Regions from separate parts of the Sus scrofa genome. Here region 2 is linked to region 1. Evidence: chromatin contacts called from public HiChIP or PLAC-seq data. All regions are on one chromosome and are shown on one strand. The core of a region is the stretch at or near the end of the contact, and the rest is flanking DNA. Distances in the headings are between cores, read along the strand shown.

What was found. HiChIP or PLAC-seq counts read pairs in DNA pulled down with a chosen protein or histone mark.
Region 2: an H3K27ac HiChIP or PLAC-seq map of skeletal muscle shows a contact between it and region 1. The contact joins the promoter of IMPDH1 here to the promoter of HILPDA in region 1. A contact is called at or near these places in 23 of 47 Hi-C or Micro-C datasets (alveolar macrophages, blood, brain and 12 more) and 2 of 2 datasets of contacts at active chromatin or transcription factors (alveolar macrophages and skeletal muscle).

The regions. Positions count from the first base shown.
Region 1 is chr18:19,945,184-19,948,389 of Sscrofa11.1, reverse strand. HILPDA (hypoxia inducible lipid droplet associated) reads left to right here and starts at 1,310. Exons shown (of 2, transcript NM_001348757.1): 1 at 1,310-1,442; 2 at 2,522-3,206. The coding sequence starts at 2,590. The coding sequence ends at 2,805. FAM71F2 (protein FAM71F2) reads left to right here and starts at 3,103. Exons shown (of 5, transcript XM_021078782.1): 1 at 3,103-3,206.
Region 2 is chr18:19,978,374-19,981,784 of Sscrofa11.1, reverse strand. IMPDH1 (inosine-5'-monophosphate dehydrogenase 1) reads right to left here and starts at 1,802. Exons shown (of 15, transcript XM_021078709.1): 1 at 1,571-1,802. The coding sequence starts at 1,740.

The DNA.
Region 1 (3,206 bases), core at 61-2,560:
TTGGAGGACGCCTGGCAGTGTGACATCAGAGCTGGAGCCTGTCCCAGGAACCGTGCGAGAGACGAGTCCCTGAGTCCAGCACAAAAACAGATGAAACTCTAGTGTAATAAAAGACCAAAAATTCCTGCAGGCTGAGTAGAAGCGCTCATTTCAAATTGCCTGCCTGCCAGCACGTCTCCGTCTCCAACTTTCTCCCTTCCCCGCCTTCCCGGCAGCTCCTCCTCTGACAGCGGAGTACCCGCAAAGTAGGTGAAAGGTCGCAGCTGGGATTCGCTCCTCCCTTGTCTCCCAATCCCTTGTCCACAAAGCCGGCCGAGCGAAGGGAGCTCCCGGATTCTTGTTCGTTCAGTCCAGGCATGCAGAACCGACAGTCCTAGAGCTCAGGGGACCCTGCTAGAGTCACCAGCCCCCTCGAGCTTTCGTTCTCTCCGCTCCTCCCCAGGAGGAAGGCAGTGAAACCACCGACCGCCTTCCTTCCACTACGCACCCCCCCCCCCGCCCTCGTTCCCCAGGGGCCTCCCAGATCCCAGCACTCTATTTCCGAGATTCGTCCCTGGGCGCTCTCACGACTGAACATTTCTTTGGTTTGCGGGGGTGGGGATGGGTGAGGCTGGTCTGTGACCCTCTAGCTCTTTGGTTCAATTTCTAAGCACCCTTAAAAATCATCGCCACGTTTTATATGAGGACACCGAGACCCAAAGGGACTCGTCGGCAGGCACTGAGGCCCAGGTACCAGGGCCAAATGAGTATTTCACATTTTCCTAGTGTGATACATTCTCTTAGAAAGCAGGAGTTATGATGTAAGAAGCCCTCACCATTTCAGACAGCAATGGCAAATTAACCTCAGGCTTTGGAATGCAGGGTGAGAAGTGGCATCTGGAATCCTGGTACCTCAAGGAAGTGGAACAAAGTCAGCTTTTCAGTCCCGGGAATGAAGAAAACTGGGAGTAGGGGATGGAGTGGGGGGTCTGAGGCCCTCTTACAATGTGTGCTTTGTTGAAATTGCTGGCGAAGAACCCATCCCCCACCACCCTTGGATTGGGGCATCTCCAGTGTGTTTTCCACCGACTTAATTTGGGGCAGGAAATGCGCCTTCCGATTCCTTTAGAAGCTTCCCACAGCAAGAAAAGGCAGAGGAAGTTAACAGACAACGCCTAGGCCCATTGCTGACCCTAATGACTCAGAAGCCGGCGGCGTCTGTTTCTGAACCAGCGATGGCCGCGAGCGCAGCCCACCGCGCGAGATCCCAGACCGCCCCCGCCTAGGGGCGGGGCCGCGGGCTTGCGTCAGGGCTCCAGTGCGCGTGCGCGGGCTCGGCGCGGCCGCGGCTATAAGTGGTCGGCGTGGGCCTAGCTCCACGCTTAGCCGCGGGCTGCCGTTTTGTTTCCGGAGACGCGTACTGTCTCGCGGTGCTCTTGGCGGACCCTCATCCCTTCCTGGAGGTGAGCGGCCCTACGGGTTTCCACGACTCCCCACCCCCCTGCCCCTGGCGCGCCCCGCCCCACCCGGGTCCCCACTCAGCCGCCCAGTCCTGCTTTCTCCAGGGGTGGCCCTAACTAGAATCCACGTGCCCACCCCATGCTCGCCAGCTTGGAGTTAGGCTCCAGGCCCTGCCTTGCCCTCGCAGAGCACGCCTAGCGTCTTCCTGGCATGGCTCTTGGCGTCTTGTTTGTAGTAAGTGCCTATTTTCTTGTCTGTGGCCTTAGACTGTAAGGCACGCGCGGGGCGGGTTCTGCTACAGGACCTCAGGTGGTTCCGGTACCTTTCAGGGTGCCTGACACACTGAGGGGATTTCAGTGTGTACTTGTTATTTAAGTGAACTCGATAGATTTGACTCCCTTCGAATTATGTTGACTTTCAGGAAGTTTATGGGTTTTTTTGGTTTTGTTTTGTTTTGTGCCTTTTCTAAGGCCGCTCCTGTGGGTCAAATTGGAGCTGTTGCTGCTGGCCTGCACCACAGCCACAGCAACGCCAGATCCCAGCCGCATCTGCAACGTACATCACAGCTCACCGCAACGCCGGATTCTTAACCCACTGAGCGAGGCCAGGGATCGAACCCTCGACCTCATGGTTCCTAGTCGGATTTGTTAAGCACTGAGCCACGTCGGGAACTCCCATAAAGTTTATGATTAGCCGGAACCTGCCTGAGATGTGAGGGAGACTAATTTGCTTTCTCAAGGGCATGTTCTTATATCCCGTCCCGTCCCCCACATCCCCCCAACACAGAGACAGAACTTGGTTTTTTTATTTCAGGAAAGTTTTGGGTCCCTGGACTGTGGCACAGGGATGGTGCATACCTGGCAGAAGGAAAAGTATCCCGGTGCTCTTGAATTAGTCCGGAAAGCTAGAACTAGTTTTTCAGCCATGGAGTTTACAGTGTAAATATACTTGGAGATTCTGCTATGGTCCCTGTCTCCCTGGCTGGCTGAGCTCTTCTTAGCTTCATAGGAAGATGGAAGGGTAGAGCTGGAGGCATGCTTGTCTCCAAAGGATGAAGATTAACTTCGCTCTTTTTCCTCAGGACCCAGAGGCCTTCTAGAAGCAGAAGGCAACTCTGCTGCTCTACAAACGAGTGGGATCCTTTCAGCCATGAAGCAGGTGTTGCAACTCTATCTCTTAGGTGTGGTCCTGACCCTGCTCTCAGTTTTCGTTAGACTGATGGAGACCCTGGGGGGCTTACTGGAGAGCCCATCACCTGGGAGCTTCTGGACCACCAGAGGTCAACTAGCCAACACAGAGGCCCCAAGAGCCTTCCAGAACATCCATCCAGAGGAGTGTGATAGGACCTCCCTGCACCGGCTATAACCTTGGAATACCGGCCTGACTACATCCAGCCAGCTGTCCCAGTTCCTGTGCAGGCAGCCTCAGCATCAGTGTTATCAGAGAACTGTTAACTAGGCCTTTGAAGGGCCTCTCCATTTGGATACTCCTTGCTCTGGAATAAGCCTGTTTAATACACAGATGTGAGTGTGTTGCCTGTGACTGTGGAATGGAGCGACTGCACACTTCTCCCCAGAGTCTGCTGTATGCTTTGCTGTCCTTGGCGGCATGGCTCTGCCTCCTCTTAGATGAAGGCTTGTGCTGCAACTTCAGCTTTTGGGAGATGGTATTATTTTCAACCCTGTTTTCTAAGCATCTGCCAAGAGGACCTTTGGACTTGGATGTCTCGTGGTCAGTTTCTTTGATGTTCAGCTTCTCTTCCATGA
Region 2 (3,411 bases), core at 553-3,052, 33 kb before region 1:
AGGGCTGCAGAGTGGAGAGACAGCCCGAGGCTCTTCAAGCCCCGTCCTGTGGACAGTGGGGGAATAGTGACCAGCTGGGCACCAAGGTCCAGGCAGGGAGCCCAGAGGTCTCTTTCTAGTCTGGGGCTACTTGAAGGGACAAGATTTCAAAACACTTCCAAGGGGAAAAGTTTGGGGGTGGGGGTGGTAATACCATGGACATTGCTGAGCTGGGACAGACGACACAGCTTGCTCAAGTGGAAGCCAGAGAGCAGCAACTCGGGCCTCAAATCCAGACCTCTCATGGAACCCTGTCTTCTCCCCACTGCTCTAAGCTAGTGGCAGCAGATGGAGGTCTGGCCAGCAGGTGTTGAATCTCATTACACCACCTGGCTGGGTCTCAGGTTTATACACAGGCCCTTCGGAGCCCGGTGGGTTATAGGGATAGCCCCTCAGTGCAAAAGTACAATCTGGGATGCTCCTGCATGGCCCTGGTCGGAGCGCTGAAATAACTTTTTCAGTACCTGCTCCAACTAAGACACTGCCTTCCTCAGGCCTCCATATGCCCCAGCACACTCCCTCACCTCCTGTGGCTTTTCTCTATTGCCCTGGACCCTGAGCCCCGGTAGCTGGATTCCCAAGATGGGAAGAAGGATAGAGTCATCTGAACCTGAATCAATTCCTGAGAGCCACCCTGCAGGGGCAGGAGGGGCCAGGCTTCACCCAGAAGCCCCTTAAGCCCTTAAAAGTTCTTACATAAGCAGCCAACCCCTGGGCAGAGCTGCAGGGCTAATTCCCCCAGCTCCCACCCCCTACCCTAACCCAGCTTCCAGGTCACTTCCCCAAGCTGCTGAGCACCAACAGATGGGAGAGAGAAAGAAGTCCAAATCCTCTGGACCGGAAGGACAGTGGGATTGCATTTCAAGCTGCGATACAATCCAGAGATTAGCCACTGGCTCCTTTTCAGCCAGTCCCCCAGGGCCCAGCTCAACACCCCCACGCTCCTCCAGTGACCCTTATAGACCCCAGCAGGGTAAGGGCAGAAGGGAGTTCTGAATCTCAGGCGAGACCCTGGGATGAGTTGCCCTGGCAGCCTCATCAGACCTCAGTGAGTGGTGAGGAGGGGATGCTGTCCTCACCCTGCCCTGAGGAGGCCATCCATCTGGACAACTAGACCTGCCAGGAAGACTCTCCAGGTAGTTCTAGGAGGAAACAGCTAAGGAGGAGTAAGCAAAGTTGGACAAGGACTCCAACAGGCACAATTTGAACCCCAGGAGTGGGAGCCACTTGGACCTGGTGCAACTGGTGTGCGGTCGAGGGCAGATCCAGGGCTAAGACTAGGGATCGTTTTTTTTCCTGATCCGCTCCCTCGTGCAGCGCAGCCCCGAACCCTTTGCAGTGCCCGCCTGCATCCCCCAACCAAAGCCAGGTGCGCGGCGTCTGAGCCCGGTTTCAGGAAGTTAGAGGTTGAAGTAGTAAAGACGGCATGGGTGGTGGGACCGGCCCTTCCCCTCCCCCTCAACGCTGCCGGGTTCCCGGAGCCGCCGCGCCCGCCCCGGATGCGCCCCGCGCGCTCAGCCCTGGGCGTCACCTCTCGGGCTCGTAGCCGGCCTGCAGCAGGCGGGCGCTGTACCGCTGAGCCGCCGTCTCGTGTCCCGGGTGCTGCCGGGCTCCGCACTCCGGAACATCGGCGGCTCCGCCTCCCTGCAGCGGCGGCGGGAGCTGCCCGGACCCCGCTGGCGGAGCGCGCGGCTCCTCCATGCGGAGACCGCGGCTCTGGGCGGGCGGGAGCCTCTCCGCTCAGAGGCTCCCCGGCCGGGGCTAAGGAGTAAGCGCAACCTAGTCGGGTCCAGGGGAGGGGCGGAGTCGACGGGGCGGGGCCTGCGCGCCAGGGGCGGGGCTCCAGTGCCGTAGGCGGGGCAGCTCGAGGGCGGGAGTCCAATGCGCTTTCCGCGCTGGCTTAGGGCTCTCACCCGCCCCTCTACGCTCCTGTCGAATTCAGCCGGTCTCTCCCATGCCTGCTTGAGACTGGATACCGGGAGATGGAAGCGGAACTGCAGAGGATCCCATGAAGTCTCTCCCGGCCCCTTCTAAGGAAAACCAGAAGAGAAAAGAGCACAGAGTGTCATCAGAGGCCGGGGTTTTCTTTGCGTCTCGTGTGGGTTTCTCTGCCACTTAAGAACGAAGGCATGGTCCTTTGAAGTGCCTCCTACTGGTCAGCCGCAGACCTACCTCGCCAGGGCAAGAATTTTTCCCTTTGCCTTCTGCCCCCTTTGCCTGTTCAAGAGACTCCCTTAGGCGGGAGGAAAACAGATCTTCTTCAGCCATTACCTTCCACTACCTGAGGAAGAACACACAAGACTGCAAGCCCTTAAAGAAAAGAGCCTTGTCTTTCTTCGCATGGGGTACCCCATAGCCAGGGGGTGGGGCTGAGCACCCAGGGCTCAAATTTGTTCCTCTACTAACTAGAAAGCATACCTTTTCCTCTTTCATAATTGTTATTATCGTTGGAAACAATGATTGAACACCTAGCAAAGCTGGCAGAGAGTCCTTGCCCTCAGGCAATTTCTTTAAGGAAATGGAATAGGTAGAAAACAAACAGTTGACAATTTTTATTTGTTTAACAAAAATCTGACAATCTGAGGGAGCACATGGTAAACACTGAATGACTGTGGGCTAAGGTGCATTTTAAGGAGGCAGAGTTAAGGGTCAGACTTTTCAGCAACTATTTCACAAAGGAAATTGAATTTACTCAATGGTAAGGTCTTGGATTTTATCCTGCCTGGTACCTGTTCCTATACATTTACACACCCACTCAGATTCAAGATAAACTGTTTCGGAGTTCCCGTCGTGGCTCAGTGGTTAACAAATCCAACTAGGAACCATGAGGTTGCAGGTTCGATCCCTGGCCTTGCTCAGTGGGTCAAGGATCCAGCGTTGCTGTGAGCTGTGGTGCAGGTCGAAGACTCGACTCAGATCTGGAGTTGCTGTGGCTGTGGCAAAGGCCAGCAGCTGTATCTCCAATTGAACCCCTAGCCTGGGAACCTCCATATGCTGCAGGTGCAGCCCTTAAAAAGAAAAAAAAAAAAAAAAAACAGTTTCTCTGATGCTCAGCCACACGTGAAATCTTGTCACCATGAATGCCATTATAGACAATTACTTTTGCTATAGACTGAATGTTTGTGTTTCCTCAAAAGTCATATATTGAAACCTAATCCCCAATGTGATGGTATTTGGAGGTGGAAAGTCCATGAAAGGATACAGCATCTAAGGACCAGGAAGTGAGCTCTTACTAGTCATCAAATCTGCCAGTGCCTTGATCTGGGACTTCTAAGCCTCCAGATTGTGAGAAGTAAATGCCTGCTATTTAAGCCACCCAGTCTATGTATAGTTATTATAGCAGCCTGAACAAACTAAGACATTTTGTATAAG